Linked DNA regions of Hordeum vulgare: region 2 is linked to region 1. The links are chromatin contacts, called in public Hi-C maps. All regions are on one chromosome and are shown on one strand. The core of a region is the stretch at or near the end of the contact, and the rest is flanking DNA. Distances in the headings are between cores, read along the strand shown. Region 1 holds the start of LOC123395258 (aquaporin PIP2-5-like). Region 2 holds the start of LOC123395260 (COP1-interacting protein 7-like).

Evidence for each region. A called contact is a pair of places that touch in the nucleus more often than the background predicts.
Region 2: a contact with region 1 is called in a Hi-C map of leaf, with 3 times the contacts expected there. The contact joins the promoter of LOC123395260 here to the promoter of LOC123395258 in region 1. A contact is called at or near these places in 4 of 6 Hi-C or Micro-C datasets (leaf and seedling) and 1 of 1 datasets of contacts at active chromatin or transcription factors (embryo).

Annotation. Positions count from the first base shown.
Region 1 is chr5H:586,500,635-586,504,792 of MorexV3_pseudomolecules_assembly, reverse strand. It overlaps LOC123395258 (aquaporin PIP2-5-like), which reads left to right and starts at 2,801. Exons shown (of 1, transcript XM_045090219.1): 1 at 2,801-4,076. The coding sequence starts at 2,952. The coding sequence ends at 3,827.
Region 2 is chr5H:586,714,725-586,718,927 of MorexV3_pseudomolecules_assembly, reverse strand. It overlaps LOC123395260 (COP1-interacting protein 7-like), which reads left to right and starts at 2,750. Exons shown (of 10, transcript XM_045090220.1): 1 at 2,750-3,054; 2 at 3,350-3,529; 3 at 3,601-3,721; 4 at 3,831-3,864. The coding sequence starts at 2,996.

The DNA.
Region 1 (4,158 bases), core at 1,552-4,051:
CTCCTGTTGCAACGCACGGGTCCTTTTGCTAGTATTACGTACGTACTAAAGGGAAATAGTCTCAACACAAATCAGATTCATGAACAGGTAATGAAAAGATAGTGCGTAGGATTAATACAAGGAGGTTAATTATGTCACGGCTTGTACCCGTTGATGAAATGCTTATGAAGGCTCAGTTCAATACTATCTCACCAATCTGCACTTGTATTAGTATATAACGAAAGTATTTCGACTAACATAATTTAAACAGTTATTTCGATATATTCTCTTACGCTCCAACTTTTGTTATCGATTTAATGATTTTATGACTAGCTATAATTTAAACAGTTATTTAGTCTCCGATACCCCATCATCCAAAGCGAAAAGCTCCATAACCTCTACATCCCTCGATTAAAGCATTCCACTCCTTTGAGGGAAAAGAGGGACGAGCCCCCGATCTATATATCCACCCAAGGAATTTGGGTTCGCCTTTGAGTTCATTGAATAATTGTTACTCTTGGGGTTGGAGACTCATAAGCGTTGGAGTCCGTGGAGAGGAATCAACTTGTGACTTACCCTGTCGTTTGTGAAAGTTTGGAGTCCGTCTCAAGGTCTCTACCACTAACGGTTGAAAAGAGATAAATACAGTGGCAGTCGCTAAAGTTGAAGCTGAAGTACAATACGGTTACTGGACTTCAGAATACGCTCAATATGGTCATTGAATACGAGTTGTGGTGATTATACGGACACTGCTCACCGTATAGCTATGTATTCTGTTGAGTTGATCGGTCAAACATCATTGGAAATTTTCAAAAACCCCCTCGAATTGTTCCCGACTGCAGCTACATGTGTTCCGCTGCCACCAACCGCACTGCGCCTCCGCCGCCTCGTGCGCTCCGCTGCTGCCAACCGCACCGCACCTTCGCCTGGAGCACCGCCCGCACGCAGCCCCACCTAGCCTCGCTGTGGCCCATCATTTCCCCTCCGTCACAGCCCTAGCCCCGCGCCGGACCTCGCTGTTGTCCCCTCCTCCGGCCAGATCCGGCGAGATTCGAGGTCGCCGCCTCCGGATCCGCTTGGCCCGTCCCCGTCCCCGGCCGCCCTCGCCCGTGCCGCCAGCTACACTGCTAGTAGCCGTCGACCGTCCCTGATCCAGCCCATGGGTGAGCAGCAGCACCCCCCCCCCCACACACACACACGGAGGAGGGGAGAGGAGAGCCGCGGACGGCGGTGGCGGGGTGGCGGGGCGGCGACGCATGGGGCTGTGGGTGGCGCGCGGCGGGGCGGTGGCGGGAGGGTGGCAATAGCGCTGGGGTGGCGCGGAGGCGGTCGGGTGGCAATGACGTTGGGGTTGGGAGCGGAGGAGGCCGACGGAGTCGTGGGATTAATGGGGGAAGTCGTCGTGATCGTGGGCGGAGGAGGAGCAGCTTAAGGGACCTGGCCGCCGATGAGCTGGACGCCCTCGATGCGGTCGCCGGCATTGGCGAAGGGGACTGAGGAGGCGACGGGCCCTTCTCCTGTGGAGGCGACGGCGACGCTGCCCAGCGCCGTGGTACCCACTGTACTGCCCGCCGTCCTGCACCTGCACGTAGCTCCCGCACTTCGCCATTGCTCCTTCCTTTCCTCCTCGCTTCGCTGCCCCGGCCGCCGGTGAAGTGGACCAAGATCTGTCGAGCTCAAGGTGGAGAGGAGATCGAGGCCACGGATGCGATATATAGGAGGAAGAAGTGGTGACACGTAGGGAGGAGGCAGGGTACGTGGTGGGGGTGGAGGCTTGCATGGGCTACACCAGGCGAGAGGGCTGACACGGGGCACGCCTGAGGCAGCCGCTGTGTCGGGAGGATGCATGCGGTGCGCATGCATGCATGCGTGTGTGCGTGACAGCTGAGACGCGGCGTGACATTGTGAGTTTGTGACAACGTGCGTGCGAGACAGAGAGCCTTTGTGACAGCGTGGAAGAAGCAATTGAAAACACATGTAGCTGCAGTCGGGAACAATTCGAGGAGGTTTTTGAAATTTTCCAATGATGTTTGACCGGTCAACTCAACAGAATACAGAGCTATACGGTGAGCAGTGACCGTATAATCATCACAACTCGTATTCAATAACGGTATTGAGCGTATTCTGAAGTCCAGTGACCGTATTGTGCTTCGGCTTCAACTTTAGTGACTGCCACTGTATTTATCTCGGTTGAAAATCATCGCCTTGGTGGTGATATCACAAGAAGAAGAGTATAAGGCTTCATGATATTGGTGTGCCTTCGTGGTAAGACTTACCCTTCCAACGGTGACAAGTTTCCTTTCAAAGAAGTGAACATTGAAATATATCTGTGGTTGGTTCCTTTCAAAGAAGTGACAAGTTCCTCAAGGTCTGCATATTGGTGTTTGGTTGCTCCTAACCTTAACTCGTTTACGTGTGGATTCAGAGCTTTGCTAGACTTACGTAGTTTTTCTATGAAAATTCTACGTAGGTGGTTATGTGGGCTTGGTTGATTGGATTACGTAGGGCCTCACCTTGAAAATCAGGGGGAGATCAGTGAACGTTAGGAAAGGAAACCTCTTTTTCATAAGTAAGTAATTTACGTAGCAGTTGGTAGGTGTAGCATTTTTTGCAACTTTATAATCAATTAACCTTGCAAGCATCATGTAGTTGTACATCGATCTCATCGTAGCATTTTTTGGCTAACTTTATATTACACATAGGCAAAAATAATAAATGTACAAATCTATGTTAAGATATTCACTTCTTCAAAAACTCTGCCGCGCGGCACGAAAAAAGATGGGTATATATGGCACTTGTCGCAGTAAAAATATGCAAATGGTGCGTGGCACTAGCACTACGGTAGGGCACCCACATATTCTCAGTGATGCTCTATATATACATGCATCCTTGCCGAATTATGGACACGTACCAATCTCCGCCACTGCAGATTAATCAGCTGAGATCGATCCATCGAGGAGCTAACTAGCTTCATGACTATGGCCGCAGCACAAGGCAAGCTGAGTCCGGATGCCATCGACAACGAAGTCATCAGCAACGGCAGCGCCAAGGACTACCTCGACCCTCCTCCGGCGCCGCTGGTCGACGCCGGCGAGCTGGGCAAGTGGTCTCTGTACCGTGCCGTCATCGCTGAGTTCACTGCCACGCTGCTCTTCGTCTACGTCGCCGTGGCCACCGTGGTCGGACACAAGCGCCAGACCGACGCCCAGGCGTGCAGCGGCGCCGGCGTGCTGGGCATCGCGTGGGCCTTCGGCGGCACGATCGCCGTCCTCGTCTACTGCACCGCCGGCATCTCCGGCGGCCACATCAACCCCGCGGTCACCTTCGGCCTCCTCCTGGCGCGCAAGGTCTCCCTTCCCAGGGCCTTCCTGTACATGGTGGCGCAGTGCGTGGGCGCCATCTGCGGCGCGGCGCTGGTGAGAGCCGTGCACGGCGGCCACCACTACGCTCTCTACGGAGGCGGCGCCAACGAGCTCGCGCCGGGCTACTCCAGGATGGCGGGGCTCATCGCGGAGATCGCCGGCACCTTCGTGCTCGTGTACACGGTGTTCTCGGCGACCGACCCGAAGCGCATCGCCCGGGACCCGCACGTCCCGGTGCTGGCGCCGCTGCTCATCGGGTTCTCCGTCCTCATGGCGCACCTCGCCACCATCCCCGTCACCGGCACCGGGATCAACCCGGCGAGGAGCTTTGGTGCCGCCGTGGTGTACAACAACAAGAAAGCTTGGGGAGAGCAGTGGATCTTCTGGGTTGGCCCGTTCATCGGCTCCGCCGTGGCCATGGTGTATCACCAGTACGTCCTCAGGAACAGCGCCATCTTCCGGTCCAACTACGATGCCGCCGTCTAGCTACTTCCATCCATTAATGTGTTTCATATCTACTGGAGTAGTTGATGAGTCGAGATCCACATTATGGATGGATCCAGCGTACGTGTGGCTGCTAAAATCCATTGTTAAGTACGAGTATGTTGTTTCGTTACTGAATCGTATGAGTTGTATTGTATGTTAGTGTTGGCTTTACATTGTTCGCTAGTTTAGTTAATGCAAGAGATGAATTTCTATTGAGAGAAACCAAGTTATTACACTACTTCCCAGTAATTTTGTACTTTTGTGTTCACTTTCCGGCCTTACCATTTAGTTTGGTTTAGTAACTCTCCCTGAATTTTGAAACCTTTCACTT
Region 2 (4,203 bases), core at 1,501-4,000, 210 kb before region 1:
TTTTCCAAATTGTCTAGCAAGGATCTTTTGGTAGACCCCAAAACAACAGAAATCTCTTTTGCAAGGCATTGCATCTCAGGAAGCATGTTCTCTTCCTCATCATCAGACTCCATCATATCAAATTTGCGAAGCTGTTTAGAACAGTAGTCCAGATGGACCGACATAGGCACATCACTTGTACAGAGGGGTGACACGACATCCACACCCGGACCCTCAACCTCATCTATCTCCAGAGCCATCATATCTTCTATAGGGAGAGATTTCCTGATTTCCTCAACGAACTCTCATGAACCTCATCCACCAAAATGTGTGGGTGGAAATCAGTTGCACAAACAACACATACTTGGCCACTTTTACTACTACTCCTAGTCTCCATGCTTTTGGACTGAAAGTTAGCTCTATCTGTCTCATCAATTGCTTCATCCTCTTCATCATCTCCGAGATCCTCTCTCTCAGCCTCTTCTCCATGTTCTTCCCCATCTCCCTCATGATTGTCCTCATCAGGATCTACATCATCACCATCAGAATCTTCTCTAATTTGTTCAAACCCTTCCACAGTAAAAACAGGATGTATAATTTCCTTTTCATCTCCACCACTCTCTCAAAGGGGATTTTCTTGGGGTCTCTGAAAGCAACTTTGATTCTGATTGTTTCATAGTAACTCTTGAAGATCCCATTAGAGTCGACATCCACAAGGATGCCAAAACAAGCAGCAACTTGAACAAAAACCTTCCATGCACATCACTTTGGAGGAATCCTTTCAATCTGTACCCAGGCTTTAGTAAGATCTCCAAAAGGGTATAACATGCCTTGCCATTCAAAATTTTTAACAGAAACACCATCGATCGGCATCTCAAAAGCAGGAAATTCGATCAGGTCATTCACATTTTTCCAACGAGGGAACCTTAGCAGGAATTTTTCTCCTCTAGCTCTCTGATCTGCCACGGCCAATCCTTGTTCTTACAAAAGATCCCATTTAATTGTGTTAAGAGATCCGAAGCAGAAACTTCTCCCTTTATCACCTTATGAATGGCACAGTCTTTATAGTTCAACCAATTTGACTCAGTAGCCTCAGGAGTGTCAATGTGATAGAACCCTAAACCGGCGGCTGCACTTCCAAAGTAAGTAGCAGTGGGTTGTGGTTTAGCCCATGCCACACAGTTGTTCACATTGTGACTACCGGCACATACGAAGCATCTTTTTGGCTCAATGCAATTCCCCACACAGTGACCCGGCCAACTACAATTAAAACATATCATATCCTTGTACCTAGGGTCTAGAGCTTGCACAATAGGGGCCTGAGGGGGGTGCAGGGAGATTGGTAGCTGGGGGCGGGGCGGGAGGAGGAGCAACAACATTCTGTTTCTCCCTAGCCCTAGCCTTGGTCGCCGGCACAACTTTCGGCTGATTTCCAACAGGGGAAACTTTGGTGTCCTGACGATTTTTCTTGCATGGAGGAGGCCTTTGATTCCGCATGTGGTCCATCTGCCCCTTATTCTCTATCTCTCCCCGAACTACTTGAGTGAACGATCTAGATCCAAGGGCACCCCCTCGGTGGAAATCTTAAAATTCGTAGGGGAGGGGTCAAAGCGACTCAGAGCTTTCACGGGAAAGCAATCTTGAAGAGTAAAATTCTTTGCTAGGAACAAGTCCTTCCTCACCCACAAGAGATTGGGGATCGAGAAATTAGGGTTTGAAGGGCAAGCATGCGCCTTATAACGACGCTGCCGATGGCACGAGGACGAAACAACCTATAGTTGCCCATAAAATTCCGCTACCTCCTCCGAAACCCCGTGGGCGAGGTGAGAAGACACATTTTTTCCTTTGCGCCTTCTTCCCGACCACACATCCACGAATAACTGAAGCGGGGGTAATCGGGTGGGCATGTGGCCACCAACTAGGCTTGGCCAGTTCAAATTAATCTCCCCCCCAATCGCAGAAGCGATCTCTTGAACATCCCGTGGAATTTCATTACCCCCGGACTAGCCTCAATAGAATTATCACTGTCGACAAAATCAGATCCCAAATCATCCTGAGGGACAACCCTCAAATCACCTTCTCACTATGTATCTAATTTTTTTCCCGATTAAAACGAGGACGAGAACTGAACTGACTAACCTCCATCGGTTAATGTAATGTTAATGTTAATCTCAATCTCATCACCAACTTAATTAGCCAGCCAGCCAGCCAGCCAGCCAAAACGATCCCTGGTACTAGATGTAATGGTATGGTATGGCGTGCCACTTGCTTGTCACATCACATGACATGACAAGCTTGATTTTTTTTTTAATTATGCTCCTCCTCACATACTTCCACTTACAGGACTGACTGCCTGCCTGTCCTCGTGTAGCACAGTGAAATTAATGGAATCCAAAGCAGAGGCCATCTTATTTACTCCTACTGTAATATACTAGGGTGTTTGTAGCCGATCTAAACTAAATAGTAAAATAGAAATAAATGAAGAAATTGTTTTTAATCTCTTATTACAACAGTAATGCCATAGTAGTTGTAGATTAGAAGTAAATCACAAGTTGATGTGCTTGCATATGATATGATTCCTTTCCTCCTGCTGTAGTGTAGGCTGAAGCTCGCTGTCAAGGCTCCATTCCTTTTCTTCCACCAAACCAAAGCAGCTTCCTTTCTTTCGCGCACTAAGCAGCAGCAGCAGCAGCAGCTTGAGGCTTGAGCACAAGCACCACCACTGCTCTCTCCTCCTCCTCTTCCCCCCCCCCCCCCCCCCCCCCCGCCCCAATTTTATTTATTTATTTATATCTTACCTCCTGCTATTTATCCCTCCCATCATCTGTAACTGTTCCCATTAGGAGAGGATTTCTCTTCCGCAAACTTGTTGAATTTTCTTTCTTCTTGCTTCTCCCAAATCCCCGCACTTGCTCCTGCTCCCCCCCCATCCAGGTAGATTGAGCATTTTTTGGTCTAGATCTTTCGCTGCCGCAAGATCTGAACCCCACCCACGGCGACGGCGACGGCGACGGCGATGAGGCCGGACACGCGCCTCGACTCGGCCGCGTTCCAGCTCACTCCGACCCGCACCAGGTAACTCAAGCTCAAGCTCAACCTCCCATCCCTCCCATAATATGCGGATCTGCGCCGCCAGCAAACCAATCCCCAATCTTTGCAAAGCTCTGCTCTTTCTCCCAGAGGTGATAGATCCAGGGTTCATACTTATTGCTCAATTTTGTCTTATGCTGATTACTCTACCTTACTGATTGGCATCTGCAACAATTTCTTTTCTTTTATGTGTGTGTGTGTGTGTGTGTGTGTGTCGGTAACAGTAGCATCACAAGGAATTTTTACCCCCTTTCTTTCTTTCTTTCTTTCTTTTTTCTAGGTGTGATTTGGTTGTGGTGGTGAATGGGAGGAAGGAGAAGATCGCCTCCGGCCTGCTCAACCCCTTCGTCGCGCACCTGAAGGCCGCCCAGGACCAGATCGCCAAGGGTGGCTACACCATCCTGCTCCAGCCCGATCCGGGTGCCGACGCGCCATGGTTCACCAGGGGCACCATCCAGAGGTTCGTCCTCTGTCCGTCGTGTTTGTTTGGCTGCCGACACTGACATTTTGCTCCTTTCTTGTTGGCATTAGGTTCGTCCGTTTCGTGAGCACGCCGGAGGTCCTGGAGCGGGTCACCACCATCGAGTCCGAGATACTGCAGCTCCACGACGCCATCGCCGTCCAGAACAATGCAAATATTGGACTCAAATCTGTAAGTGCACGACTATCATCTCTAATGTAATGTGTACCTGTTTGTTTGTCTGTCTGTTGAGAGTAATAATTAGCAGACCGGTGACATGTTTGTGTTTGGGATTTGCCAGGCAGAAGGCTATAATGTGGACTCCTCCATGGAAGGTACAATACAAGAGATGCTACCGACTTCATTTCTACCAATAAATCTTGGGCAATGCTTGTTCGTAAATGGAAATGCAGATGCTGCTGTTTTAAAATCTATCATCCGTTATGGACTTTGGTACGGTGTACCATCGGTCACAGCTGTTGTGTTAGCCAGTTGGTTAGGTAGTACTACATGATAGTGGACGGCACAAAAGTATTTTTATGTTTGATGCATGTCCTGTCCTGATTCGTGCTTACACATTCTCTTCTGTTTTACCTAACTTATGTCGGAAGCTGATTATTCTATAAGATGGATGTAACCATCATTAAGTGCACTAGTTTTCAGGACGATTCGTA